Linked DNA regions of Mus musculus: region 1 is linked to region 2. A link is a contact called in public Hi-C data. All regions are on one chromosome and are shown on one strand. The core of a region is the stretch at or near the end of the contact, and the rest is flanking DNA. Distances in the headings are between cores, read along the strand shown.

Evidence for each region. Hi-C and Micro-C count contacts between places; a contact is called where the count stands out from the background.
Region 1: a contact with region 2 is called in a Hi-C map of liver, with 4 times the contacts expected there. The contact joins two enhancer-like sites. A contact is called at or near these places in 1 of 39 promoter capture datasets (liver), 8 of 484 Hi-C or Micro-C datasets (cardiomyocytes, liver, myocytes and 2 more) and 4 of 115 datasets of contacts at active chromatin or transcription factors (bone marrow-derived macrophages, cardiomyocytes, kidney and 1 more).

Annotation. Positions count from the first base shown.
Region 1 is chr13:52,059,407-52,064,028 of GRCm38.p6, reverse strand. No RefSeq gene overlaps it. Among named protein-coding and RNA genes, the nearest start is that of Gm40948, 22 kb to the left of the region's middle. Within about 2 kb of position 2,373, at least 138 of the 459 cell types and tissues checked have an H3K27ac peak or open chromatin away from gene starts, as enhancers often do. A contact at or near this core is called in kidney and liver, where this site is marked.
Region 2 is chr13:51,901,399-51,906,189 of GRCm38.p6, reverse strand. No RefSeq gene overlaps it. Among named protein-coding and RNA genes, the nearest start is that of Gadd45g, 57 kb to the right of the region's middle. Within about 2 kb of position 3,064, at least 126 of the 459 cell types and tissues checked have an H3K27ac peak or open chromatin away from gene starts, as enhancers often do. A contact at or near this core is called in kidney and liver, where this site is marked.

The DNA.
Region 1 (4,622 bases), core at 1,124-3,623, 160 kb before region 2:
GCTTCGCTGATGAGGGTTGAGAGACCCACTAACCTATGGGTATAATAAGACATTAGAAATCAGTTTAATACTGTGTCCATTCGCAGAAGAACAGTAGTAAGTTTTCCCCAGAGCTTATGGCACACCTGATCGCAGGTTCTTGGCCCCACAATGTTGCCAGATATGGGTTTCATCTTGCAGTGCGGGACTTAAATCTAATCAGAAAATAGTTGATTATTCCCATGATGCTCATGCTCCTACCACACCAGTGGGCGTATCCTTCTAGGCAAATAATCACTGAAGTTTGCAGGATTCACAGCTGGGAATGGTCGATAATTAGTTTTCTTCTCTGGTAGTGTACGAAGCAGCTTCCAGCACCATGTAAGCTAGGTGGTAGGGGCAAAGCTTCCAGATCTACCAGCTTGATAGCTTCACGTTCTGTGAGTCAAATATGTGACATCTTCAGCAATAAGGTCTTACCATCAAGTTCTGGAGCACAATGAAGAGCTTTGGCAGTAGCCCGTTATATTTGGGAGACTCGGGGACCTCACTAGTCAACGTGGCAACCCATTCCTGACACTGGCCTTTTAATGTGTTAGCCTGTAATGCTTAGTGGGGCTATTGCCACTTTGTTATAGAAAAACTATCTCTCTCTCTCTCTCTCTCTCTCTCTCTCTCTCTCTCTCTCTGTGTGTGTGTGTGTGTGTGTGTGTGTGTGTGCTTCAATAAGTATCTACAGTAAGTAATGGGTAGACTTCCATATGACTTTTTTCTAAATGTCTTTAGTGATATTTATTTCTCCCTAGACTTCTACCTGTATCCTGCTTTCCCAACCCCACCTCAACTCTTCCTGTCCCATTATTCTCCCTTAACCTTTATACCACTTTGTCCTATCTCTCCTCCCTTGAACCACACTCATCCCCATGTCCCTTTACTAATTCCCTGGTCTCTATGGGCATTCCAAATGAAGCATGCATATCTGAACATCCAAAGCTAACATCCACAAATGAGAGAAAACTTGTGTCAGTTGACTTTCTGAGTTCAGGTTACCTCACTCAGAATGAGTGTTTCAAGCCCCCTCCATTTATCTGAGAATTATCATAATTTTATGTGTCTTAACAGCTGAGTGGTATTCTGCTGTGTAAATATACCACATGTTCACTCATCAGTATACAGGAAAGTAATTATCCCAGTGAAGATAGGACCTAGTGCTTCACTTTCAATCTCTGATGCCCTTGCACCTGACACCTGCCCTTGTAGCAGACACCTGCCCTTGCACCTGACACCTGCCCTTGCACTCTGGAGTTAAAAAAAGAGACCAGGCAGAGAGTGGGTGTGAGGCTATGCCTTGAAGTGAATATTCTCAGTTCCTTACTGTGAAAATTCTTCCCACCCCTGGAGATGGCCCTGTCCTCCCTGAGTCCTAACATCTATGCAGACGGGAGTTCACTACATAGACACTTCAGAGGAGAATCCCATGAGCAGTCATCCGTTCCAGTACCCAAGGCCACACACTATGCTGGTAGCCATTCCTCCTTCTCCACGTGGAAGCTTGCATGTTTGAGAAGACACTTTGGAATTCAAGATGCTCTTGTAGTCTTCCAGAACTCTGTCCTCCAGTCTTGATTTCTGGAGACAAGAAAGTTTCTAGGGCCATGGGACCTTCATCTTATTGGACCTAAATATCATCATATAGAGTCATCTTCTTCATGCACCCCTGGGCTGCCTCTCCCCACCAGCTCACTCCATTCTGTGGCTCCTGGGGATATTACCTGGAATCTTTAGTGAAGGTCTTAAGGGGTATCCCCGCCCCCATTTACTTTTCTTCAGTTTATATCTGTGGTGGTTTGAATAAGAATGGTCCCCATAGACTCATCTATTTGAATGCTTAGTCACCAGGGCAGGGCACTATTTGAAAGAATTAGGGGGTGTGGCTTTGTTGGAGGAAGTGTGTCACTAGGGATGGGCTTTGAGGTTTCAAAAAGTCCACACCAAGCCAGAGTCTCCCTATCTGACTGGTAGATCAGAACGTAGCTCTCAACTCCTTCTCCGGCCCCGCCCCTGCTTCTATGGTGCCATGCTTGCTGGCATGCTGATAATGGACTAAACATCTGCAGCTGTAAGCAAGCCCCCAATTAAATGCCTCATTTTATAAGAGTTGCCTTGGTCGTGGTCTCCTCTAAGGATCTCTCAGCCTCTCCTTGTCCTCACAGGTCCCAGACACAGCTGTCCCTTAGCCTCAAATAAAAAGACTCCCAGGCACTGACAGTGGGAACTGATACTGCAAAATTATAACCATTAGCCAAGGCCTCAGCCCCTTCCTACAGGAACACCACAGGAGGACAGTGACACCCCAGCACTTCCTGTAGTCAAGCCCTGCAAACCCTGCAGCTCAAGGAGGGCCACATGGAGGTTTATCCCACAGGCTAGCAGGAAGAGGAACTGAGAGTCAGAGGCCATATAGAGCCAGGGCAGAGGTGGTGAACAAGAATGCACTAGGGATAGGAGCTCCAGGCTGAGCCTACAGCAATTCAAACTTCTACTGGCCAGAGTCAAGAGGCCAGAGGACTTCCCTTAGGATGCCTACAAGGCTTTCATCAGTTAGATGATCTGGTGTACGGGGAGTGCGATGGTTTGTATATGCTCGGCCCAGAGAGTGGCACTATTAGAAGGTGTGGCCCTATCGGAGTAGGTGTGTCACTGTGAGTGTGGGCTAAAACACCCTCATCCTAGCTGCCTGGAAACCAGTATTCTGCTAGCAGTCTTCAGATGAACATGTAGAACTCTCAGCTCCTCCCGCACCATGCCTGCCTGGATGTCTCCATGTTCCTGCCTTGATGATACTGGACTGAACCTCTGAACCTATAAGCCAGCCCCAATTAAATGTCTTCCTTATAAGAGTTGCCTTGGTCATGGTGTCTGTACACTGCAGTAAAACCCTAACTAAGACAGGGAGCTACTGTGTGTGCATGAGCTTCCGGTATGAATGGCCCAAATGTTACCAAGATAGTCCTGAGCACCCATCCCACCCCAACCCCTGCCTTGTTGATGAGCACAACAATCCAGTATCTGGGGGGGGGGGGGGAGCGGCGTCAGATCTTCCGAAGGGTGGGAATCTAGCCCCAGCATCCCAATATCCAGTCTTGACTATTTCCTGCAGGCAGATGATACCAGGAAGCCTCTGCTATCTTCCCAGAAGCTGCACAGGCCCCTTGCCATGGTAACACTATTCCAGGAAAGACAGAAGCAAAGCACACGGAAACCCTGCCAAGGTTCAGATGCTCCCAGAGGCTCTCTGCCCCATTTCAGAGGTCGTCTAATCCGAAGTCAACCCTCCTGGGGATGCAGAGCCTGGCTTCCTTCCACCCTGGAGAATTATTAACGTCGGGTTTTTAGAGGCAACCGTGCTCACATTCTATCCTAATTGCCATCAAAGGCAGGAAGGTCCAGAGTACAGACTACTGGCGGGGGCAGGTCACGTGAGGGAAAGCCGTTTCAGCTCCGAGGATGGAGCTGCTGTGACCAGATCCATAAAAGTGGGTCATAAAGCAGGAGGAAGCCTCTGGGAGCAGCCAGGTGGCTGCACTGTTGCTGAACCTGGAGTGGGCAGGGAGGGGATGTCCAGGAAATGGACGCTTTGCTGTTTATGCCCTCAAGTTCTTCCGGTGCGTGGGGGTCAAGTTCACCCCACATGGCTACTTGTAAACCTTGAAGCTCACAAGTATAAACAATCCAGACCCAGGTGCCCTGCAGCCACAAAAGGTCACAGGCATCCCCCGCTCACCACGGGAGGGCCTCACGCCATGTGACCCCTCATCCTTTTCCTTAGTACAGTCATCCTCAAAGCCCGGACTCTGTGCCAGGAGTGGCACTGTAAGTTGTGAGGGATGTGTGTTCTCAGGGCTGAAGATACAGCTCCGTGGATAAAATTCTTGCCTCGTGTGGTGGAAGAGTCACCCTAAATGTGGGTAGCACCATTTCCTGGGGTGGGGTCCCAGGCTGAATGAAGAGGAGAACAGAACAGAAAATAAGTCGCAGCAGCATGCTCGCCCTGTAACTTCCTGATTGTTGATGCAACGTGAGCTGTTTCTCAGGGCACACACGCACGCACGCACGCAAGCACGCAGGCGCGCATGCGTGCACTCTGCATTCAGATCATAAGCCAACATAGACGCTTTTTTACCTTACTAAGTAGCTCCGGTTAAGAGTTTTGTCATAGCAGTGAGGACAACAATAGACCACAAAGACATGAGAGTCTCAGTTCAGATCTCCACCATCCACATAAAAAACTGGGCACAGGGCATGCATACCTGTAGTCCCAGGATTTGAAGAGGTAAGGATGGATTCTTGGAGCTTGCTGGCTAGCCATCCCAGCCTAATTGATGAGTTAAGAGGTTCAGAACAAGCTGGGCATGGTGGCACACGCCTTTGATCCCAGCACTCGGGAGGCAGAGGCAGGCAGATTTCTGAGTTCGAGGCCAGCCTGGTCTACAAAGTGAGTTCCAGGACAGCCAGGGCTATACTGAGGAACCCTGTCTCAAAAAACAAACAAACAAACAAACAAAAACAAAAACAACAACAAAAAAAGAGATTCAGAACAATTACAGGAGACCCTTGCTATCTACTTCCAGCCTACATGTGTG
Region 2 (4,791 bases), core at 1,815-4,314:
GAGCATGCCAGGAGAAGAAAGTCACCCTCTATAGGGGTTAAACTGAGCTAAGTTATTGAAGCCAGAGAAGAAAAGCTCAGATGGGGGATGGGAGTGGGAGGGAGGGACCTTCTCTGCATTCATCTTGAGAGAGAGGCCTCCAATAGAAAATGCCAGTCCCTCATCTTTGAAGGGTCTGAACAGATCAGATATAGACTACACCCCTAGTGGGGACCCTAATCCATCTTGCCTCATTCATTGCTCAAGTAAGGCAATTTTGGGGAAAGAGGGGTGACAATGCAGATTGCCAGGCTCAAACCTACCTGACTCTTTACTAAGGGGTCCCATAAAGCCACCTCTAGGAGTTGTGAACTATACCCCCAGGAGGCTGGGGCACCCTTCCTAGGGCTGAGAGAATAAAGCCTAACCCTTGAAACATTGAAGTCAGGGGTTAGAGTTCAGCTTGGTTCTGACCAGTCAGAGCCTGAGTCCTGTGGGCCATCAAGCATGGTGCAGGGTTTTTGGTTGTTTGCTTGCTTGCTTGCTTGCTTGCTTGCTTGCTTGCTCACCCATTTTTTCCAGCAGCCTCTACTTTCTCTCAAGGCTGTCCCTCTGCCTTGATTGCCCTCTGGCTACCCTCATACATTCCCATCTCCCCAGCTGTCACATTCTGGATTTCCAAGCCTAGCTGACAACCTTCCCCTACCCCACCCCCACCCTGAAAGTCACTCCTTCCAGTAAACCCTGCTCAGCTCAAGGCTGACTCCTGCATTTCAAAACCCCCCATCAGCCAAAAGTCACTGCACACCTGGTGGCCTGGTCTGGTGCAAGCACTCTGTTCCTCATACCTGCAGCCCGGCTTTTTGCACCCATGGGTGCTAGGATGCAAGGAGCACGTGCAGAAAGGAGAGTCCACGTTTTTCTCACCGCGGTTGCTTGGTCCCATGTCAGGGGTTGCAGGAGGCCCCGGGCCATTGCTCCTGTCCTCCCAACAGCTGCTTCATTTGCCTTTCTTGCCTGTAAGGAATGAGGAGTGGTTATCATCGACTGTGCCCAGAGTTCTCATAGTCCAGGCTCACTCAAAGCATTCATAGTTCTCAGAAAAGCCTGTTAACAAATGCAATTGCATCCCAGTGAAAGGGCAAGGTCTGGAGAGGTTAACTGCTTTGCCCAAGGCCTCACAACAGGCATCAGAGATGCCTGCCAAACAAGGTGACTCCCCAACTCTGAGGTCCTTGAACACCAGGTGAGATGCTCTTGTTTTGGAAACTGACAACCTTTTAGGGCCCTGTGCCACCAGTGGGAAATCCACCCTATGATCACTTGGGCCCACACACACAGCCCAGAGGGACAGCCACACAGAAGGTGCACGGCAGGCAGACTTGGAAACCACACACCTTTGGTAACATCCAGGCAGAAAGCTCTCTGCCCTTCTGCTTTCTTCCAGCCCTGGTAGGCCAGTGGCAACTTGGGGACAGGAGACAAGAAGTGGCCTGTCCCTCTGGGACCTCCTGAGCATCCATAAGGCCCAGGGACACAGCTGGATGGGGAACTTCAGAGGCTGCTTATGACCCGAGGAGAGAGGAGGGGTGTCTGTAGCAGGTCCAGTGATTCTTAAGCCCATTTCTGGGTGTAATGTTGGAGGGACTTAGTCCTAGGTCTTTGGTCTTGACATCCCAACTAGTCTTGGGATGTGGACCATCTCAAAAGGCTTCTCTAGGTCCTGTGCAGGGCTGAGGGCTGAGATGTGGCCTCTTGGTCAAGTGGCTGCCTAGCATGCATCATAGTAGGCTACATCCCCAGCAACACATAATAACTGGCCACACCAAATGGGGGTCCATGCCAGTAATTCCAGCACTTAGGAATTGAGGCAAGATGATCTGAAGTTGAAAATCACCCTACATAGTGAATTGGACCTAGCCTAGGTTACACAAGACCCTGTTGCAAAAACAAACAAACAAACAAAAAAACAAAACAAAACAAAACAAAACAGAGTCCTGTAAAGGTCTTGTGTCTCTTCTCCACTCCCAGACCCCCAGTGCCCTGGGGTACAAATCTGTGGGGTTCCAAGGATAAGAGACAGGCCTGTTTGGACATTCATGCAGTCTTGGGGCTGAGCAGTGAAGGCCTCAGGAGCGTTGGGCCACACAGATGGTAATGGTCCATTCACTTGCTGTCTGGAGACAGGTTCTCCAGGTCTCTGCTTGTAACAATTAAAGAACCAGGCAGGAGCAAAGGATACATAGCAGTTTCAGTGACTTCTCAAAACCTGTGCACTCAGGGGCAAGGCACAGGAGAGGGGCCTGTGTGTACCCATGCAGTACCAAGTATTGGAGGGGTGGGAGGAGGAGACACAGCCCCTATGGGACACTTTTCTCTGAAGTCCCCTAGGGACAGCTCAGAGCTCCTGTGTATCTGGCCTCAGCTACTGGCCAGAGCATCAGGAGGACTCTGAGGTCACAGTCACCCAGCTAAAATACATGGCAGAGCAAGATACCCTAAGATGGGGTGGGGTACCAAAAACCACATGCTTGTGCCCCCGTGCAGTCTGGGCAGCCAGAGAGACTGGGAGCAGTGGCTGGCAATGGGGACATCACAGTTTTCAGTGCACAGGAGCCCAACCAGCACCTCCAACAGCAGCAACAGGACCCCAAGAGGACGACTTCCAGATGGCCAGTGTCAGCTGCCTCTGTTTTCCCTAAGGGCCCCTCAGCAAAGCGACAGATGACAGGACTGTGTTGTGCAATGTGCAGGGGCTTGGGGGGGGGGGTGCTGCTGCTGCAACGTACTTGGCCCAAAGGGCAGTGTATGCAGGTTTGCGCATAGTCAAGAGCCCTGAGCTCTGTGTGTGTGTGTGTGTGTGTGCGTGCGTGCGTGCGTGCGTGCGTGTGTGTGTGTGTGTGTGTGTGTGTGTGTGAGAGAGAGAGAGAGAGAGAGAGAGAGAGAGAGAGGCACTGAGGCATTGATTGCCCTGGAGCCTATTTCACAACTCTCTCCTTTTGTTTTCAATTAGCAGAAGAGGTGGCTGCCTCTAGCAGGGCGGGCAGCCAGAGGGGCTGTTTGCCTTCTTTTCCTCCATTGAATTTGTGCTCTGTTTGTCCTAAGAAGAAGCCACTCCATAGACGGTTTGCTCACTCATTCCTGGCTGCCCTCCTGAATCTCGGTCACTCGGGCTCTGGCTCAGCTCTCCCTTGGCGGAAGCCCAGTGACACTCAAGGTTTGTCCCGGAGCCAGGCAGGAACCTCAGCATTCACCGACCTTCAGATATGTGCGCAAGTGCCTTGGTGCCTGGTGCCGAGAGCCCTTTACTGGTGACAAATGTCAGGTTTAGCATAACAGAACGAGAAAGAAGAATCCTGGCGACAAGAGGTTGAGCAGGCTCTGCGTGATTACACTGTGTTCTGCCTCAAAGAGTTGGGTGGAGACTGTAGCAGCTCTGCAGAAAACAGATCTGCCCAGGAGCTGCCCTGGGTCCGTCCGTCCGCACAGTCATGGCCAGGGGGACAGAAATCTGCAGAAGAAAGGTCTCTGTGGAAACATCCCTCTAGGGGTTCATCTTTGTGTGCTCCTTCTCCCCCATCGCCTGGGTGTGTCCCAAGTCCCTGTGCTCTATCTGTGGAACAAACCCTGAGCACAAAGCTCTCTGGCATGCATGCGGGAGCATATGGTGTCCGCACCGCAGCAGCTGCTGGCAGATGATACAAAGCACATAAGATCTTTTCTGTGCAGTCCTGATGGCCAAGATGGAGCCATCAGGCAGGGCTCCGATGCCTTCAGGGCTCCTTGTCTTTGTCCCTGGGTGTTGGGACAGACACAGTCAAGGGACAATCTCCACTTCTGAGAGTTTTTGGTTTTTTTGTTTTTTTGTTTTTTTGTTTTTTTTTTGTTTTGGACAAAGTTCAAGCTGTGTGCTTTAGTCACAGACAGCATCACTAAATGCTAAAGGCAACCTAAAGGAAGATGACTTGCTCTGTTGGGGTGGGTTTCTGGTTCATGGCCCTTCTTCTCTTCCTCCCGCCAGGTGACAAGGCAAGGGACAGGCTCTGGTGAACCCTGGAGTTCTTTCTAGGTTGGAGGAGGTTGTGTGACCACTTAAGACATCCTGACTGGTGCCCCCACTGTGATATGGGATTTCATTAAGCTGCTAATAAGAATCATCCCTAACCCTGTCAAATGCATGGGCCTAGCACAGAGAACTCACACATGCCTTGGAGCAGTGAAGCCTGCTGCAGTTTCCATATCCACTGTGGTGTGTGTGTGTGTTGTGTGTATTTATGTGTGTGCACATGTATGTGGGTCAGTGCATTCGAAGACTAGAGGTCAGCCTCAGGTGTCAGCATTCTTCAAGCAATACCTACATGGTTTTTATTTTGTTCATTTGGCTTTGAGACAGGACCTTATACTATTATCATGGAGTTCACCAAATAGGCCAAACCTGCTGGCCACCAAGCCCCAGCAACCAGCCTGTGTCGGCCTCCCCAGCTCCAGGACTACAAGCATGTACCACCATGCCCAGTGTTCTATGTAGATGATGAGTATTGAACTCGGGTCCCCATGCTTCTGGACAAGCACTGCACTGGCTGTGACATCTCCCCAGCCTCCTTCCATGATCGAAATGATGTCCAGGGAAGAAAAACAAACAGGAGTACAATCCAATAATTTTTTTTAAAGTTTTTTGAGGGCTGGAGAGATGGCTCAGTGGTTAAGAAAGAGCACTGACTGCTCTTCCAGAGGTCATGAGTTCAAATCCCAGCAACCACATGGTGGCTCACAGACACCTATAATGAGAAAATAATAATAATAATAATAATA